2 separate regions of the Mus musculus genome follow, and region 1 is linked to region 2. A link is a contact called in public Hi-C data. All regions are on one chromosome and are shown on one strand. The core of a region is the stretch at or near the end of the contact, and the rest is flanking DNA. Distances in the headings are between cores, read along the strand shown. Region 1 has its middle 170 kb from the start of Mir21c. Region 2 has its middle 200 kb from the start of Gm32590.

The links. Hi-C and Micro-C count contacts between places; a contact is called where the count stands out from the background.
Region 1: a Hi-C map of the N1E-115 cell line shows a contact between it and region 2, with 4 times the contacts expected there. The contact joins two enhancer-like sites. A contact is called at or near these places in 4 of 484 Hi-C or Micro-C datasets (the N1E-115 cell line, nephron progenitors, psoas muscle and 1 more).

The regions. Positions count from the first base shown.
Region 1 is chr8:128,103,291-128,109,026 of GRCm38.p6, forward strand. No RefSeq gene overlaps it. Among named protein-coding and RNA genes, the nearest start is that of Mir21c, 170 kb to the right of the region's middle. Within about 2 kb of position 3,296, at least 2 of the 459 cell types and tissues checked have an H3K27ac peak or open chromatin away from gene starts, as enhancers often do. A contact at or near this core is called in the N1E-115 cell line, where this site is marked.
Region 2 is chr8:127,999,800-128,005,486 of GRCm38.p6, forward strand. No RefSeq gene overlaps it. Among named protein-coding and RNA genes, the nearest start is that of Gm32590, 200 kb to the left of the region's middle. Within about 2 kb of position 4,167, at least 27 of the 459 cell types and tissues checked have an H3K27ac peak or open chromatin away from gene starts, as enhancers often do. A contact at or near this core is called in the N1E-115 cell line, where this site is marked.

The DNA.
Region 1 (5,736 bases), core at 2,046-4,545, 100 kb after region 2:
TGTTCACAATCTCACCTTGCATCTAATTTGGTCTCTCTGTTTCATGGTTGCAGTTGAGAATATAAGGGTCTTTGCTTTGTGCTTGGGCCAACAAGTCTGTCACTTTCTGCCATGACTTTTCACTTTGATGAACTCTTATCCTTCTTATTTGAACTGTTAGATCAAATGTAAGTTGATTTGACCATGGTATTTTATCACGGGAACAGAAAGGTAACTAGTACAGGAAGTAATGACTTTGAGAGGAGGGACCTGTTAGGAAGCCTAAAGGTCATTGGAGGTTTTACACTGGAGGGAATAATTGAATCTAGCACTTCCTCTTTTCACTTCTTCCTTTTCTCTCTCACTCCTTTGTCATTAGGTGAGTGGTTTTGTTAGAGGTGTGGATATGAGTCCAAAAGGTACCTACTGAGGTTTTAATGTCTTTGTGTCTCAGAGCAAAGAACTGGACTAGAGACACATGGCTAGAGAAAGAAATAAAGACAAGAAGCACACTTCTGAGAGAGGCCTGGAACTGGACTAAGACTCATGGTCTTCTGGCATGAGTATCATGGCCCTTTTTAGGCCATTCTCTCAGCACCCACTTTTCCACTTTTAGGGATCACAGGCTTGCCCCATGCTGTGTTTTGTTAAATGGAGTCCAGGTAGGGAGGAAATTCCTGACTTCCTCAACCAACCATCTTCTTAATTCTTGATGCCTTTTCCCCTATGCCTCATTTCCTGCAACAGCTTTGTTCTTCCATCTTCTCCCCACTATGACGTCTCTTTCATCACAGGCTCCACAGCAACAGGGTCAACCAGTCATAGATAGAAACCTTTGGAATTATGAACCTGGTTAACCTTATCTTCTTATAAACTGATTATCCAAGCCATTTGTTATAGCATTGAAAAGCTGCCTGAGGTACCTCCTCATCAGAGCTGCCTCTTCTCTCTGCCTACATAAATTACAATCCACCCAAAAACATAGCCTTTGATTCTACCATATGTAAATTTCAACTTCTTAGAGCTTTATAAAGTAATTTGTGTTTTAGGAAACAAGGTAGCAAGTCTTAAATGAATATCATTGTTTATCAGGTCCAGACAAGAGTTACCCATGGGTAGAATCATTTCTTATCTTAGAAGGTAGTCTTTGTCCTGGAAATGGGATACAGAATGATTTTTAAGGCTTTGAGTTTCTCAGAACTTGAGTCCTCACTCAATGCCAGACTTGCTCCAAGGAGAGAGCTATACTAGTATCCCTTTACTTAGCAGCTTTGCAATTTTATTCATTGTTGTTTAATTTTCTTTATTATACTTATTTACATATATGTAAATGTAACTTTTAGTTGCCAGATGTACTTGGCATCTCAGATGCTTACTGTTGAATAAACTCACATTTTCTATCTCTTTCTGAACTCTGGCTGGCTGATTCAACTTAGCTGTTCTGGCTCAAAGTCCTCTCCAAGTTGACTTGCACTGAACTTCACGAACAAATTCAACCACACTACATGCACTCAACTGAACTGACTTGAACTGACTCTTACTAACCTGACTCTGACTGAACTGCATTGCTTGATCTCAGCTCAGTTTCCTTACACTGCTCTTAAGTAGCCTCTCCTTCCTGCCTGTTGTCATGAGCGTTGGGTGTATCATCTCTCTGACACATTTTGTTAAATCTTTCTCTGAATCTCTACTTGGTCTGCCCCTCAATTAGACATCACTTTCAAAGATGGCTGCCTCTCTCCTCTTACTTTACCTTCAGTGTTAGAGATTAAAGGTGTGTACTAAAGATGTGTCTGTATTCCAGCCAGAGGGATTAAAGGTGTGTGGTATGTCTGTGTTTCAGCTGGAAAACACAAGCCTCTGCTTTGGATTTGATTCCTTGTTAGAGTAGCCATGTTGGCAGATTAAAATCTCTCTACCCTTATGTATTGGAGGGAGGGAAGTGTGCCAACGCATAAATGTAGAGGTCAGAGATCAAACTGAGAGTCCTTCTTTACTCCCTATTTGAGTCCTTGAGATCAAACTCAGCATGCCAGGTTTAGCAGCAAGTACCTTTACTGAGCCATGTAGCTTGCCCTGTTGTTTTAGTTTTCTTGAGACAGGTCTCATATAGTCCCCATTGGCCTCAAACTCACTATATGAGGATAAGGGTCGTCTTGTACTTCTGATACATTTTTATTTTTAAGCTTTTGTTGTTGTTTGCCTGATTGTTTTTAAAGACAAAGTCTCACTCAGTTGCCTATCTGTGCTGGAACTTACTGTATTTAACCCACAGTAATTTCTGTTGTCTCAGCCTGGGATTAAAGGTGTCAGGTAAAAAGCCTTGCATCTTTGCATTTTTGAAACTATGCTACAGTAGCCCTTCCTCAAAGTAAGGCAATTTTTCTGTGGGAAGAATCATGCCCAGGCCAAGTACTGATACTTTGAATTCTAACTCCCTAGATTTCCACATGATTGTCAGAAGACAAAGTATAGAAGAAAGGATTAGAAATTTTAAAGTCCAATTCTAATATATTTTTCATTACCTCTAATGAGTTCACTCCTGTGTGTTTTGTGCCCATTATATGGCTAAAAACAGCAAAAGCCAGAAAAAAATCCCAGCAAAGAAAGGGGAAGTGGGTATAAAGACCAATCCTCTACCAAGAAGCTCTCTACAATACAATACATGCTGGGAGCAGGAAAGTCAGTCAGCCATACTGCTCAGGAGTGGCTCTGGCCAACATAAAATAGACTCCATGATTTTTGTGTGCTTTTGTTTTGGTATTTTTGTCTTTTGACTTTGGTTATTTGCTTTCATTCCTTTTTCTTTTCTTTCCTTGGGAGGGAGGGAGAGAGAGAGAGAGGGAGAGAGAGGAAGGGAGGGAGAGAGAGAGGGAGGGAGGGAGAGAGAGGGAGGGAGGGAGAGAGAGAGGGAGAGGGAGGGAGAGAGAGGGAGAGAGGGAGAGAGGGAGAGAGAGAGAGAGAGAGAGAGAGAAAGAGAGAGAGAGAGAGAGAGAGAGAGAGAGAGAGAGAGAAATTTAAATGGATAGGGAGGTTGGGGGACCTGGGAGGAGTTAGGAGTGAAGGAAAAATATGATCACAGTATACTGTATGAAAAAAATAAGCCAATAAATACAAAAAAGGAAGGAAACTGGAGAAAAAGAAAAACTCTGGAAAGAAAAAGGTCCAGGTTGAGGAACATACCAGAGCTCAGAGACAGCAGGCTTCCTTTACCAAGACCCTCACACCTGTGCTCCCAGGCACCAGCCCTGCAGGAGGCTTGGAGTATTAACCCAGAACAACTGAGGTTCTCAGAGGAGGTGGGGAAAAACACTTGGGAAAACCTCTCTCCAGAACAGAAGTCTTATAAAATGCTACCAGAGGGCTTCAATATCCACTGTTTCAGAAAATAGCAGAATTTAGGTTCGGTATGTTGTGGCAATGTGGAGTCATAGTAGGAGGTCCTTACAAGCACACTGGAGCTCTACAAAGCCAGGCTGACTTGTCCTAGAGGCAGCTGTTCTTGCCTTTCAGAAAGTCTTGGGATCAACCTAAGAGTTGGGCCAGCTTCCCTTCTCTTTCCGATATATTGTCTTTCTTAACTTGAACAAAAAGACTTGTGTAGTATATATGTGGTATATGTGGGTAAGCATAAGCAACATGAGCTGTCAGCTTCCTTCCCAGACACCTAGGAAGTCATTTGTAAGTTTTATAGAGGACAACATTTTATATGATATAAAATAAGGTAATAAAATAATATCAAGTTAAATTAAACCAGGCTGAACGTAATCCAGAGATACAAAGACCGGTAGTATTTGAGTGAGAAAATAAATGGGCAAAGAATAGGTTTCAAGCACAAACCAGATCACTCTGGACCCTTCTAATCTAATTAAAAACCTTTCAGCCAGGCTCTGTTAGTTTGGTTTTCCATGCTTTTCCACCCGAATGTTGTGGTTCTGGGAAGCCCGAGGCCGTCTGATGCTCTGAGTGATAGAGACCTGCTAATGCGGTTCCTGGAAGGAATGATGGCTTTTCTCTGTGTGCAGTTTCTACTCCAGCCCACCTGAAACCACTCCCCATGCTTGTTATAGATCTTGGCTTAAAAGCCATTTCCCATCCCCTGAAGTGCAGCCATCACTCCTGGGACTATTTATGTCTGAAATTTATGAGCGGATGCGTCTCCACATTGTATCTGGTGGAGACCTTAAGGTTGCATTTGTGAATCCTCTTTCATTAAAACAGAGACATAATGATGGTCATACATTGCAGGGAAATCAAGCTGATCTTCCCCACAAAACTACCTCCATATTTGCTTCCTCTCTGTGTTCAGATTTCCATAGTGGCAGCCATAGTATTATTTTAACAGTTATAATTCTCAATCACGTGTTTCTCCTTGTCACTCACTTTTCTTAGTGATCACATGTTAATCTGTTGTACAATGTCCAACACTATACATTTTGCAATACATTGCCACAGGCAGACTGCATCTTGCTGTTTCTTCATTCATACATTCATAATAATTCATAATGCGAAGCAATACAAAACCTGGCTACATGCTTGTGCGTTATGAATTATTTTCTCAGGAGAGAGGCTCTAGAATGGAGCCTCTGGGTTTCTCTGTCTGTTGTTTGTCACATTAGTTGCTTTTCCCAAAAGGGTTGAGATGGATCCCGGCAGTGATAATATAATGCCAGCAATAATACAGCAATAACGCCGTTCTCAGTGACTTTTTGATACTATGTTTTTTTGCTAATTCAGATAAAATAGCTCCTCCACTTTGCTTTAGTATGTGTTTCTGTTTCTGCATGTGAAGGCAGAAGTTATTTCCCAATGTTTGCTCTTTGCATTTCCTCTTGTACCAATTATTAGAGCGACATATTTTTTTTTTAGATTTTATTATTTATTTTATATGTAAGTACACTGTCATTGTCTTCAGACACACCAGGGGAGGGAGTCAGATGTCATTAAGGATGGTTGTAAGCCACCATGTGGTTGCTGGGATTTGAACTCAGAACCTTCGGAAGAGCAGTCAGTGCTCTTAACCGCTGAGCCATCTCTCCAGCCCCCTAGAGCGACATATTTTATCATTTCTCGATGCCCTACATCCATCAGATTTTTAATGGGGTTTAGAAATCAGTGCAGCCAATAAGGTGTCAGGGATCAACCTGATCTTGCCATTATCCTCAGCAGGGTTTGGCAATGTTATTCTTCACCCATTCTCAGACATTACCAAGGAGCTGTTGTTTGGTTTCTGCTTTAGCACACATATGTGGTCCATATTCCATTGCACTGTGGTGAAAGTCAGCAGCAGCAGCAGCCCAAGTCAGTAACTCAAAGTTAGCAGCCGACTAACCAGTGCTTGTTATGTAAGCAGGGCATCAACAATAGCACCAGTTACCTTTACAGAAGCAAACGCTTGGGCTAGGGATGTTGCTCATTTGGTAGAGTGCCTCTTGTGCATGAAGTCCTGGGCTCATCCGCAGCACTTCGTAAACGTCACATAGTGGCAAATACCTGTGATCCCAGCATGAAGGAGGTAAAGGCAGGAGGATCAGAAGTTCAAAGTCATCCTCAGCTAGATAGTGAGTGTCATCCTGGAGTACTAAAAATAAAATCTTTTAAGAAAAGCAAGCATACTATTTACTTTCATAAGATACTGATATCCATCACAATCATATTTTTAATCGCTGTTTATTTGCTTTATCTTCTTAGGAAACAAAAAAACAAAAAGGACCAAAACAAGTGTGTGTGTATGTATATGTGTGTGTGTTTATAATT
Region 2 (5,687 bases), core at 2,917-5,416:
AGAAGGTGCCAGGTTTCTATGTCCTGCCAATGGTAAAGCACTGAAGTCCCTCTGAGACCATTAGACAAAATAACCTTTTACTTCCTTAGGCTGCCTCTGTTTAGGGTCTAATCATACATTGGGGCTGTCAACTTTTCCTGGAAAGTGTGAACAACCATGCCTTCACCCCAGTTGGAACACCAAGGACAACCAAAGTTCAACCTAGTAAACCAATGTGATTATTGGGCTTTCTTTCAGAGAAGGTAAGGGATTACTGGAGCAAAGTTTACCCCAAACCAGCTGCATCACCATAAAGTTTCAACCCATCATGGGTTACAACCTCACCAAAGCTGCATTGTGGAGTCACAACTTTCTGTTAACTTACTTTTCCTGTATACTCTAGAATCTTCCACAACCCTTGCTGATGGAAGAAGACAGGAGGTGGCAATATCTGGAATTCCAAGTTGGGGGTCCTGTGATCCTCCTTCAAGGACATAATATCAATAATAACTCTGTTGCCATCACCATTGCCCCGGCTCCTTCTGTGCTGTTTTGTTCACTCACCATGATTTCCAAGCTAAGGTGATCTATTTCAAAATAGCAGTGGGATTATCATGCTGTGCTTGGGGGGTGGGGGGGAAGGCCATCTTCCAGCAAGTCCTATTCACCTACACAAAGAAACAAACTACTGATAATGCCTAGGCAATGTGGATCAATTTCAGAAACACTAGTAAGCCAAAGCTGAACAGACATGCACATATACATGCATGTATACAACTCCATATGTCATATGATCCAAGTCTCACTGTATACTAGAAAAGCTGGAATAGTCTACAGAGAAAGCTCATCAGTTATTGCCTAGAAGTGGATCCGAGCATTCTGAGACTAATTTCACAAGAACAGCAGAGATTTATGTTTTCACTGGGGTATTTGGCATATATATATATATATTATACATACATATATATGACTAATGGAATACTATTGTTATTAATGTATGCATATGCCTTAGTTAGGGTTGTGAACAGACAATCCTAACTGCTGTGAACAGACACCATCACCAAGACAACTCTTATAAAGGACAACATTTAATTGGGGTTGACTTACAGGTTCAGATGTTCAGTCCATTATCATCAAGGTGGGAGGATAGCAGCATTCAGGCAGGCATGGCACAGGAGGAGCTTAGAGTTCTACATCTTCATCTGAAGGCTGCTAGCAGAATACTGGCTTCCAGGCAACTAGGACTAGGGTCTTAAAGCCCATGCCCACAGTGATACACCTACTCCAACAAGGCCACACCTCCAAATAGTGCCACTCTCTGGGCCAAGCACATTCAAACTATGTCAGCATATGTGTGTGTGCATGTATGCATATGCATACTGAGGCCAGAGGATAGCCCTGGGTACCATTCTCAGGAACACCATTCAAGTTCTTCGAAACAAGGTCAGTCTCCCTGATCTGGAGCTTGCTGACTAGGCTAGACTGGTTATCTGTTGAGCCCCAGAGATCTTCTTGTCTCAAGCTCCACTACCATGACTGGTTTTTGTAACATGGATTCCAGGGATGAACTCAGAACCATGCTTGGATGGTAAGTACTTTACTGACTAAGCTAGCTCTACGACTCTTGCAGGCATAGTTATATTTCACTGTGTGTCAGTTTCATTTTGATCAATGTGGATTGAGTTGCTTTATAAAACCATTTGCCTGCATGGGCTTATTTTTCAGCGTCTAAATGCCTACCTCCTGTCATGCCTCAGTGATTCAGGTAGGTCTATATCACAACACAGCCTCCCACTCACCTAGGAGTCTTCTACTTAACATCCCATCAGCAGCAGCACCTTGCTGAGCTATGCTTTCTTGTTTGTGTGCTGTACATCTATAGACATCTCTTGCAATTCTTTGGATATGACTAAAACAATTTCTCCTGGTTGAATTCATCCCAAATTCCCTTTGTTTAATGTCCAGTGTTCATCAGGTAAAACATTGTTGGCTTGAGGATAATAATTGGATCATTTGTTCCCTTAGGATAATTAAACCAATATCTATGGGTTTCTGGCTTGTTCTGTACCCAATATTCTGGGTGCTCTGCAGTGTCCCCAAAAGTATAAGAACTGCAGGCCATTAACCACATTATATAAAGGTGAACCTTTAGCAGAAGAAGCAGATGCTTAAACATGCAGCAGCTGTGAAGGGATATGTGTTCAAAATCAGAACAGGCAATATATGGTAAGGGTCTGAGGAATTCAGAGAACTGGAAAGGCATTCTCAGGTAGTAATAGGTAATGCGAAATTTTTATGAAAGAGATGAAATTTAACTAAGCTCAGAGCAACCTCATTCCTCTGAATGTTCTTCCTGGGACCGTTATATTCTCCCTTGGGTCATTTCAGGCTCTCTTCTCCGGAACTCAAAGGAAAAATGGGGTCATTTCCTAACAAAGCCAGTGGTGCTAGAGTACACTTCAGGGAATTTACTGTGAAAATATGCAAAATGGGCACCTCTGGATCACAGCCAGGAGAGGCTATGAGGACAGTTTCTGCTTCCCAGTTTGTTTTTTGCCATCTTAATTTCAACTTGCTTTCTCTGCTGCTCAGTACACCGTGGGGGATACACAGATCTTTGACGCTGCAAACTCTCAGACAGCAAACTTTCTTGCTGGAACTAGGAGAAAGCAAAAGAGTAGCAGAAGGGACAGCAGGTTGATAAGCAGACATTCCTAATGGAGGACATGGGAGGACCACAGCACAGGATGCTCTGCTTTCTGTCTCTGGAGTCCATCAGGCACGTTGTCTAAATAATTAAGATGGAGCTGCTCTGGAAAGTAACACTGGGAAGACATGCTCTGCCTGACACTACCCCCAGAATGCACCTCAGCCATGATAAGGGCTCTTGCTTCTCTCCTGCTACTCATAATTGGCTCTGCTGTTGTGGCTCCATTGGAGGTGTTTATATTCAAGTGAAAGCATTTACCATTAAAGACAGGGACTCTGGTAGTCTACACTAGCCTAAAACCAGCTGTGTAGTCAAGAATAGCATTGGGTTTGTATTATTTCTGCCTCTATCTCCCAGATGAGCATAATGAGTATTGCTTGCGGCAGTACATTCACTGTACCTAAAATAATTCCAAATTTCAAGCTGTATTTGTGTGCTTATGTATGTATCTGTGGGTGCTTGTTCCTGTGTGTGGGTGATTTGAAGGCCAGAGGTTAGCCTTGTCTGCTACTGTTTAGGGGCTGAGACATGGTCTCCTTTTGACTTGGAGATCACCAAAGTAGGCCAGGCAGGCTGACCAGTGAGCCCCAGAGAAATAGAGTGGGATTAAAAGTGCACATGCCATACATGTCTTTGTTTTTCTGTGGGTTCTGGGAATTGAACTCAGTCATTTATGCTTATGAAGGAAATACTTTAGCAACTGAGCCAACCACCAGCCCCAATAACTGAGTATTTCTTTAAAACCCAGTAAAACTTCTTCATAATGTATAGTATATAGTCATAATATAGTATATAAATTGGTTATGCTTGCTCTCCTCAGGCTGGGTAGCTCACACAGAAGAGACCTAGTGTTAACTTAGTCCAGGGCATGGCCATTGTCTCTATCTTTGATGCCCACAGCACCTAGAATTCTGTCTCATCTTTTGTCTTCTTTACCCTCAACAGATGTTTTGTTGGTATCCTTATGTTAAAAGTAGAGGGAAAGAAAGGGGCCTTTGTAGCACACTAGTGACAGGAGATGGCATAGTCTGAATGCCACTTGAATGAGTCCTGGTGTGATGGATGAACTCCTAATGAGAACCACACAGCCTGTGGCTAGTGCTGGGGCTCTAGGCCCTCTTGGGTCACAAGCTGTCACTGTGCCCAAGTGCACTCTGCCCGGGTTGAGGGGTCACCATTCTGCTCTTTTAATGAGGAATCCTACTTTTCATGGTGTTTTATTGGTCTGGAGCTGGTGTTGACAACATATTATTTTTCAAGAGGTGACATTTTTTTCTGCTAGGCAGTGTCTTTGAGGCAGTGGGCATGACTGTGGCAATCACACAAATGTAAGTGATGTTGTAGTGTGTTGAACAAAGGTAGAGCTGGTGGAGGTTGTGTTTGTGTGATCTGGGGGTGGATGGGGCTCAGATGACTGTCAGCAGCCATTGGCTGAGCTTCACCCTCACCTCCCACACTTGCCTTCCCCATCCTCAGAGGTTTGTTTCAGACAAGTTGCCTGTGTCACTAGTTAGGGATGATGACTATGAAAGGACTTGAGCCCACACAGGGACATGCGTGACAAATTATCCTGACAAGAATGCCACTACGATATTAGCAGCTCGTTAAAAGAGCTGGGTGAAACTCATCTTGGCTTTGATCAATTTTCTGCTAGCATTTCAAGGCTTTGGACAAATTCCCCAGCCCCTCCCACCCTACCCCAGTTTTGTGTTGTTAAAGCTGTTCTTGGCAGAGCTTTCCAAGGGCTGTGAGAGTCTGCTGACATACTCACCAAATCCCACAGATGTACATGCCTGGTTTAGGAAGAAGAAATGGAATATGAACTGAGAATTTTTATTTGCACTTAAAATATAAACAATAAACTTGGATAATATAATCTGTGATGCTCACTCCAGCTATTAGATTCTAATGAGAGGGCATGAACAATGGTCTGGAAGGGAAGGCCCTGGGATCGGTTTTCTGGGCCTGAGAATCTTAAAGCAGGAATGACCTGTGGGAAATGGCCAGGCCAAACACATTGCTGATGACAACTCTAATAAGTAGACACAGGTGACAGGAAAGTCCAGACTTCCTGAATTCCTGGAGTTTGTTCCATTCCCTTCACCACTGCTATAGGGGACAGTGGGACACCAGGGTCTGAGTCTGCCAGAGGAAATGAACAGTAAAGACACATATATGTGTACATATGTGTACTGTTGTTTGTTGACATGGAGACAGGCAGGTCTCTGATTTTTAGGGTAAATTGACAGAATGCAGACAATAACTGTCACCATAGTCTTAGGGAGAATTTGTTCTCTGAGGACTCTTCTTAGAGACTGGGGAGGCTCACTCACTTCAGGATAATTTCTTTTTCTCAAATTCTACTGCTTACAGATGATATTGATCACTCCTAAAATCTTTCTAGTGCAAGGCTGAGCCTTTCATACTGCTGTATTCCTACTGGTTTAGAGATTTCAGATGGGCCTAAGACCATCAAGTTCTGCAATAAGGAAATTATGGCATGCCTTACATAAAGACTACATGATGTGTATCTGTTAAGTGATGATCATTGCCCTGCATGAGGTTCTCTCAGGCATGAATTCTGTTGCTGCTGGCATGAAGTTCTATATTCTGTGGGTGTTACATGTCTGTTTTGTATATGTAAATATTTTTAAATGGAAACAGAGAAAGACAGAATGAGGATAAGAATAAAAGAACTATGGAAACTTTAATATTGTACCTATGGAATTATCTAGACCATTGAGACCCAGTGAGAAGCCAGAACAATAATAAAGGAAGACTAGAAGCAAGAGAATATGTATTTGTATGAGTTTATGTAAATTCCCATAAGCATATGAAAAACAACTGGTTTTAAAGGTGGGAAGGGATTGCTAGTGACTGAACTCCATGTGTCTCAAGCACTAAGCATGAACTCTTCTACTGAGCCACACCCCCAGTGCCTTGTAACTAACTTAAAATCTAATGGTTAGAATCTAACGATTAAAATAGAACACTTAAT